Regions from separate parts of the Anser cygnoides genome. Here region 2 is linked to region 1. The links are chromatin contacts, called in public Hi-C maps. All regions are on one chromosome and are shown on one strand. Each heading gives the region's core, a stretch centred on a gene start, on an enhancer-like site or on the middle of the called end of the contact. The rest is flanking DNA. Distances are from core to core; before and after follow the strand shown.

Region 1 (4,327 bases), core at 1,102-3,601:
AGCCCCGGGGACAGAGCCCAGCTGCTGCTGGGGCACAGCCTCCCGGCGAGGCTCCTGCAGCTCCAGCTGCCAGCCCCGACCTCCAAATGCTCGTTGCGCACACGTGCCGTCCCCTGGCACCGCAGCTGGGCTGGAGGAACGGTGACAAACCTTGTCCCATTTACAGGGGCGCGGGTTAAAGGAGCCCTCGGGGACCCCCTGGATGGTTGGCAGCACTTGGGCAGGGCTCTGCACCATCGGCCTGGCCGACCCGAGGCTGCGTCCTACCTGGAAAGGCAAGTGCTGAAGCTTCACTTTGGAAGCACAGAGGACGTTGCCGAGGGATTCCCGCTGGGTCCCTCTCCACTCCTGGACGGGCATGTTCTGCACGGACCACCGCAGCTCCTCCTTCCCCATGGAGCTCTGCTGCCAGTCATCCTGGGGACAGGAGCAGGGCTGAGGAGCAGGGAAGCTGTGTCCTCCCCTGAGCGCTAAGCCAGCACAGGGCCCACGGCAGGACACTTCTCAAGCGGGGCAGAGGCAGGAAAGATCAAATAAACCTGTGCAGGAGGCAGCTTTCCAGCCTAGCATCATCTGCACGTTTTGGGAATTCAGAGGGGAATATCCACGTTTCACACGTGGGCAGACAGAGGCAGGAGGGGAGGAGAACACCCCCTAAAGCTTGGAAGAGAAGGCAGGCCTCTTGAATCTGGTCCTGTTTGCTAGACCCCGCTCCCAGCCTCCTCCTCCGAAATGTTTTGCAAGCTCAGGACATTTGCACCAGCAGCCAGCTGGGTGAGAATTTCTCCGAAGCAGCCCCAAACCTCGTGGTGCGGCACCCCTGGGTGGCAGGGCTCCCTTTTGGCACCCACACCCTGCCGGACCCCTGCACGCCAACCGGAGGGGCGGCTCCTGGCTGCTGCAGGGAAGCAGCCAGCCTGGAGAAGAGGGGATCGGGCCCGGATTAAACCCCACGTCTCCGCCCAGCATTTGGAAATAGCAGCGAGCACAGCAGGGAGCGCTTGGAAGCGGACCCAGAGCTCCGCTGCCTTTCCACCCCCTGCCCTCTGCTCACGCTCTGCAGGCTGGAGGAGCCCCGAGCCCCAAAGGAGGACGGAAAAAGGTGCTGGAAAATGCTGAGAGCGGCTGGCTGGAGGGGTTGTCCCCCTCTAACACAGCTTCACCGGCCCAAGACGCTCACCTGAGAGAGGAAGGGCAGGCCCAGGCTCCCTCCGTTCAGGTGGATCTGTTTCTCCAGGTGGTAAAGCCACTGCTTGAGCTCTGACTCAGTCGGGCAGAACACGATAAGGGGATTCAGCAAAGGACCTGGGAGAAACGAGATGAGACGAGCAGATAAGGGCACGAGCATCACAGGGCAATCAGCTGGCCGGGGCTGTCCTGGCTCAGCACATCGCACCCCAGGCTGCCTGGGACATTGCTCTCCGGCCACCGAGCTCCAGCCCACGCCGCCACCATCTCCGTCACGTTTCCTGGCATGGGACGGGCTGCTGGGAAGCTCTCGGGAGGCAACCTCGCCGGCACCTTCAGCTCCTGCGGTCACCTCTAGCTCTGACCGCCCTTTTTCTGTCCAAAACCAAGTCAGGAGCAAAAGTCCAAGAGTCCAAAAGTCACGCCTGAGAACAGCAGGCAGCTTTTAACTCCGCAAGCCCCCGTCGGCTTGCGGAAAGCATCCATGACGCCTCGCCAAACCATCGTGGTGCTCTTGGTTTCGCTTCGGCTGCAAACACATGGAGCAGCAGCAGCTTCCCAATACTGCCTGTTTATTGCCTCGCCAGATAGGGCCTGTGCCAGACGAGCTGAAGCTGCTCTCAGACGTGGCCCGGGAGGGAGGAACAGCCCTACATCTCGTTGGGTTTAGCGTCTCCGGCTATCGTTCCCTTCGTAGCACAAGCCCCAGTCTCACACACCCCCTGCTACTCACTGCGGAGACAACCTAATGACGTTAATAATCATTTCTGGCACGCTGCAGAATGGACGTTGTGATTAATAATTTACCCGTGATCTCACAATTAAAGCCATATTTGGTGCATGCTTCATAAGGCCTGGATTCATGGGACTTGGAGGTACTCAGATAACGAGCGCACGGCATAAACACGGTACTTTGCCCTCCTGTGGAGCGCCTGTCATCTCGTAATTCCTGCATTATCTGCGACTATCGCTTAATTAAGACTCTGAGACACCTCCGTCTGTCCAGAAATGCACTAACACAAACACAGAGGTGGGGAAACCGAGGCAGCTGAGTGGCAGCCCGTGAGTCACGGTGCTCAGACCCGTCGCAGCACTGCGGTGGCACGCAGCCCTGGGCACCCGTGTGCCCATCGACCCGCGTGGCTCCGAGCTCTCGCCTCTTTCCCTGCCTTGATTTCCCTGCCCTTGCAGCGGAGATAAAGAGATTCCCTGCCCTGTGCAGGGCAGCCGGGAGGGTGCATACGTGACAACGTTATCCAGATGTTCGGGAAGCTCCGAGCCCTTTCGGAGCACCCAGACCATCGCAGAGGCAGCGGGAATCTTTTCCAGCACGGCACTGCGTGCCCTGCCACCCCTCGCCGCCACATCCGACGGGGTGCTAAGGGGGGGAAAAAGGAGAAGAGGAACTCCAGCAGCACAGCCTGCGGCAGCGCCGTGACGCAGCGGGGCTGAGCAACCTGTGCCGGCCCTCGTGCGCCCTTCGTCTGCCCCGCGCTTCCCCTTTCCGTGGGAAGGCTCCCAGGGGAAGGTCGGGGTCAACGAAGCCACTTCCCTGCGCGGCTGCAGCCCGTTCCCACCCAGAGCTCTGCCTGGAGCCAGCAAAAAGCTGCTGCAGCACCCCCAGCTGGGGCAGGGGCACCAGGATGCTCCAGAGCCTGGAGCAGCCAAGGTGCCAGCATCAGCAGCGACGGTGCTGGCACCTTCCAAGGCACCGAGCTGCCCAGAAAGCACAGTTCCTGGGGAAAATCCGCAGGATTTCACAAGAGGATGGGCTCGTGTCTTCTGTCTCCAAGTCATGAGACAAAAGACTCCCACCCTGAGGCCACACACCAGGCTCTGCTCCTGCTGCGCCTCGGTTTCTCCCGCTCCAGCGGAGAAATAAAACTGCTCCGCTGATCTCACGGGTTTCCTAAACACCGCTGCCTCCCCGGCCTCTCCTTGTCACTATTTCCTAACCACCTCCCTCTGCCAGAAGAGCCTCGGTTTGTTCTTCCCCTGAGCAGGACCCAAACCCAGCACAGCTCGGGGCGATTTTCCACCCAGCCGCGCTCGCCCGCGTTTCAGCGCGATCAGAGCGCGTCCGCCCAGCCCTGCGCGGAGATTTCCTTCGTCTTTTCGGCTGCCAAAAAGGGTTCGAGAGCCCTGCCCCACGCAGCTCAATGATGCAACAACCCGGCAGTCCTTAAAATTAGTGGGTCATTTTTCCCAGCTCCTTTTTATAGGTTATTTTTTTTGTTTCAGTGGCCATTGCACGGCTTTCTAGCAGTGGGCACAGGACACGAATGAGCTTCCTTGGCTCTGTCTTTACAGGGTTAACCGCTTATTTCTGTGCACTTCAAGCTGTAACTGCCCCTCTTGGGGGCTTGGGGCTGCTGCAGCTCTGTAATGACTTTGCCCAAAGAAGCCTCCGGCCATGCTGCAGCAGGTTGTGATCCCGGGAAACGTTTTATAAAGGAAGATCTCGCCGAGAAAAGTCTAAAAGGCTCATGGAGGCAGGAGTGCTGCTGGGGGAGAGTCAAAGAAGTGATGCTGTGCTACGATGGCACCCAGCTGGTGTTACTGGTGGGGCCGTTCACCTCTCAGCACTGCTGCAGTTTGCATTCAAATCTACATCAGCATGCACAGCTCCTGCAGGAACCACCACCAGGTGCCCCATCGGCCCATCCCCTGTGCTCCCCCCCCAGCCCCTTCCCTGCCTGCAGCCCTGGGCATCCGTGGCCAGGGATTTCGGAGCCTCGGAGGGAAGGATGCAAACGGTGGGAGGACGAGCATCACCTCCCTGTCTCCTCTCTCAGTGTGATTTCCTCTGGGACTAGGTCAGAGGGGGACAAAGAGCAGGCAGATGTGACTAACGCACCCTTTGCTCCCCATTCCCGAAGCGAGCGCGGAGGCACCGACCTGTGATGCGGAAGGCGTGATCCTCCTGCCCCGGGCTCTTCCCAGTCTCGATTTCACACACGTTCAGCTCTTTCAGAGGCAGCAGTCCCTGCGCGAGAAGGATGCACCGTTATCTCGGGGGACGGGCGACGAGCACCCCTGTATCGTGGGGGACTGGGAGCCCAGCCCCGGCCCCAGCAGGTTGGACTGCAGAAATCTGGAAATATTCAGGATGTCCACAGCCCTGCTGGCCAGAATGCTC
Region 2 (4,135 bases), core at 681-3,180, 85 kb before region 1:
CACAGTGCTCGTTATCCCTTCCATGGTGCTCTTTACCTATTGCACAGTGCACAATGCCTGTTACCGATTGCACGGTGCTCATTACCCATTGCACAGTGCTCGTTACCCTTGCACGGTGCTCGTTACCCTTGCACGGTGCTTGTTACCCTTGCACGTTGCCTGTTACCCCTTGCACGGTGCTCGTTACCCTTGCACGGTGCCCGTTACCCCTTGCACGGTGTCCATTACCCATTGCACGTTGCTCGTTACCCTTGAACGGTGCCCGTTACCCCTTGCACGGTGCCCATTACCCATTGCACGGTGCTCGTTACCCTTGCACGGTGCCCGTTACCCCTTGCATGGTGCCCATTACCCCTTGCATGGTGCCCATTACCCTTGCACGTTGCTCGTTACCCTTGCACGGTGCCCATTACCCATTGCACGTTGCTCGTTACCCTTGCACGGTGCCCGTTACCCATTGCATGGTGCTCGTTACCCTTGCACGGTGCTCGTTACCCTTGCACGGTGCCCCTTACCCATTGCACGGTGCTCGTTACCCTTGCACGGTGCCCTTTACCCTTGCACGGTGCCCGTTACCCTTGCACATTGCTCGTTACCCATTGCACGTTGCTCGTTACTCTTGCACATAGCTCGTTACCCTTGCACGGTGCCCGTTACCCTTGCACGGTGCCCGTTACCCTTGCACGGTGCCCGTTACCCTTGCACGGTGCTCGTTACCCTTGCACGGTGCCCGTTACCCATCGCACGGTGCTCGTTACCCTTGCACGGTGCCCTTTACCCTTGCACGGTGCCCGTTACCCTTGCACATTGCTTGTTACCCATTGCACGGTGCTCGTTACCCTTGCACGGTGCCCGTTACCCCTTGCACGGTGCTCGTTACCCTTGCACGGTGCTCGTTACCCACTGCACGGTACCCGTTACCCATTGCACGGTGCCCGTTACCCTTGCACGGTGCTCGTTACCCTTGCACGGTGCCCATTACCCATTGCACGTTGCTCGTTACCCTTGCACGGTGCTCGTTACCCTTGCACGGTGCTCATTACCCATTGCACGTTGCCCGTTACCCCTTGCATGGTGCTCGTTACCCTTGCACGGTGCTCGTTACCCTTGCACGGTGCCCATTACCCATTGCACGGTGCTCGTTACCCTTGCACGGTGCCCGTTACCGCTTGCACGGTGCTCGTTACCCTTGCACAGTGCCCTTTACCCTTGCACGGTGCCCGTTACCCTTGCACATTGCTCATTACCCATTGCACGTTGCTCATTACCCTTGCACGGTGCTCATTACCCATTGCACGGTGCTCGTTACCCTTGCACGGTGCCCGTTACCCATTGCACGTTGCTCGTTACCCTTGCACGGTGCCCGTTACCCACTGCACGGTGCCCGTTACCCTTGCACGCTGCTCGCTGCCCCTCCCGCGGCGCCCCTTGCACGCCGCACGCCTCCCGCCGCTCTCCGCACGGCGCCCGGCGCGCGCCCCAGTGGGCGCGGCCTCCCCCCGCGGGCCGCCGGGCGCGCGGCGGCACGTGCTCCCGGCGCCGGGCGGCCGAGGGCGGGGCCGAGCGCCGCCCGCTTGATTGACGGCCGGGCTCCCCGCCAGCCAATCGGCGCCGGCGCCGCCGCCCGCCCTCCGCCGATTGGCCGCCCGCCGCCCGCCGCCGCCGTCCCCGCGTGGCCCCGCGCGCGCCGGGCGGCCTCCCGCCGACGGGCGGGGCGAGGCGCGGGGCGCGCGAGCGAGGGGGCGGGCCGCGCGCGCGCGCCCGCGCGCGTGACGCCCCGGCCCGCCAATCGCGGCGCGGGCTGCGGGGCGGCGGGGAGGGGGGGGGGGGCGATCCGCGCTGCCATTGGCCGGCGGCGCTGTGGGAACGGCCGCGGCGGCGGTTTCCCACGAATGGGGAGCGGGCGGCGGGTATAAAAGGCAGGGGGGGAGCCGGCCGCCGCCACTCCCGGCCCCGCTGCCGCCGCCGGAGCTCCGCGGTGCCGCCGCCGCCGCTCGCAGCGCCATGCCCGCAGACGCGGGCCCGGAGAAGCCCACCGCCTCGCCCATCGCCGGGGCGCCGGCCACCGCCAGCCACACGCCGGACAAGCCCCGGAGCGCCAGCGAGCACCGCAAGGTAAATGGCGGGGCCCGGCCGGCGCGCGGCGGAGGTGGATGGCGGCGAGCCGGCGGCCGTGCTGAGGTCGGTGCATGGGGAGGGGGGAGATTAAATCAAAAATTAATTTGGGGGGGGGTGTGGAAGCGATCGGCGACCAACCGAGGCTCTCCCCGCAGTCCTCCAAGCCCATCATGGAGAAGCGGCGCCGGGCGCGCATCAACGAGAGCCTGGGGCAGCTGAAGACGCTCATCCTGGACGCGCTGAAAAAAGACGTGAGTTGGGGTGTTTTTGGGGGTGGGAAGGCGAAACGGAGGGGGGTCTGGGGGGTGAGGAAGAAGGTGGGGGGGAGGCTGACGGCCGCTGTCGTCCCGCAGAGCTCGCGGCACTCCAAGCTGGAGAAGGCGGACATCCTGGAGATGACGGTGAAGCACCTGCGGAACCTGCAGCGGGCGCAGATGACGGGTAAGGACGAAACCCGGCATCCCTCTCATCATCCTCTTTAAGAAAAAAATAAAAAAAAATCCCTTTTCAGGGTTTTTTTTGGGGGGGGCTGGGTGGCCGCTCGCACGCCACCCCGCAGCCGCTCACCCGCCGCCCTTCGCTTTGCAGCCGCCCTCAGCGCCGACCCCACGGTGCTGGGCAAATACCGGGCTGGTTTCAACGAGTGCATGAACGAGGTGACCAGGTTCCTCTCCACCTGCGAGGGGGTCAACGCCGACGTCCGCACCCGCCTGCTCGGCCACCTCTCGGCTTGCTTGGGGCAGATCGTGGCCATGAACTACCCGCCGCCGCCTCCTCCTCCGCCGCCCGCCGGGCAGCCGGCGCATCTGGCACAGCCGCTGCACGTCCAGCTGCCGCCCGCTGCCGGAGCCGTGCCCGTGCCCTGCAAGATGAACCCCGCCGAAGCCTTGTCCCCCAAGGTTTATGGGGGTTTCCAGCTCGTCCCGGCCACCGATGGCCAATTCGCCTTCCTCATCCCCAACCCAGCCTTCCCGCCCGGCTCCGGACCGGTGATCCCCCTCTACGCCAACGCCAACGTCCCCGTGTCTGCAGGAGGAGGAGGAGGATCGGGGAACGCATCCGCCACCCCGTCGGCGTCCCCGGTGCAGGGCTTGACATCATTTGGGGGCAGCATTGTGCCGGCGTCCCAGGCGGGGAGCCCCGTCGCAGAGCGCAGTGAATCCGTCTGGAGGCCTTGGTGACTTGCCCAGAGCAAAAAGGCACGAAACTCTGCTTGGCTCCGTTGTAAGGAGCCCTGTTATGGTCGGGTTTTTCTTTTTTTTTTTTTAAAAAAAAAAACGCAGAATGGAGGATTTAAAAGGAAAAAAAAAAAGGACCTCGATATGAACGTGCTATTTATTATTTTCAGAGGTTGGGATCTCAACTTGTATTTTTACTCCTTTGAAATGCCTTTATTTGAGATACTTTTTTTAAGAAAAAGAAATAAATGAGAAATAGTTTTGTAACAAATATTCAAAAAGTATAATGCCAAAGTTGTTTGTATCCCGTTTGTCTGTGTGTGTGTTGCGTGCCTGTGTTGGAGACTTCCAAAAAAAAAAATGCAGGTGTTTAAATAAACTCTTTGAAATAGATTTTTTTTCTTCTTTTCATTTAGCAGGGACAAAGCTAATCCTCAGGAGGGGGGGGGAAAAAAGTAGGGGCAAACTTTATGGCCTTAAGTAAGGCTGCTGGAAGGGATTCCTGCAACAGATAGAGGGGAGGCAAGGGGGGGTGGGGGTCTGGCCCTGCTGAAATAGCACTGAGATCTTTGCAGTGCCCTGTTCCCGCTCAAAAAAAAAAACAATTCCTAAAAATTTGCCCCTGGAACCTGAGCAATGCACGACCCCAATACCGCTTACTGAAATAACTCTGCTTTTAGGATTTGCTGCTGCTTTTAGGGCTTCGCTCCTGTTACCTCTTTTTAGGGATTGGGGGGGGGGGGGGGGTGCGCAAAAGTTACTATCTCGCCCACAAAAGAGGCAGGAGAGTCTGTCCCCATTGTGAGGAGGGTAATTAGAAGGTATAAAGGGTCTCATCG

The links. A called contact is a pair of places that touch in the nucleus more often than the background predicts.
Region 2: a Hi-C map of liver shows a contact between it and region 1, with 2.1 times the contacts expected there. The contact joins the promoter of HES4 here to the enhancer-like site in region 1. A contact is called at or near these places in 2 of 7 Hi-C or Micro-C datasets (both in liver).

Annotation. Positions count from the first base shown.
Region 1 is chr23:5,049,770-5,054,096 of Taihu_goose_T2T_genome, reverse strand. PLEKHN1 (pleckstrin homology domain containing N1) reads right to left here. Exons shown (of 15, transcript XM_048067341.2): 5 at 4,087-4,174; 6 at 1,181-1,305; 7 at 268-435. Among named protein-coding and RNA genes, the nearest start is that of PLEKHN1, 9.3 kb to the right of the region's middle. Within about 2 kb of position 2,351, at least 1 of the 3 cell types and tissues checked has open chromatin away from gene starts, as enhancers often do. A contact at or near this core is called in liver, where this site is marked.
Region 2 is chr23:5,135,014-5,139,148 of Taihu_goose_T2T_genome, reverse strand. HES4 (hes family bHLH transcription factor 4) reads left to right here and starts at 1,930. Exons shown (of 6, transcript XM_048067760.2): 1 at 1,930-2,115; 2 at 2,274-2,369; 3 at 2,472-2,559; 4 at 2,707-3,158; 5 at 3,161-3,229; 6 at 3,231-3,316. The coding sequence starts at 2,005. The coding sequence ends at 3,299.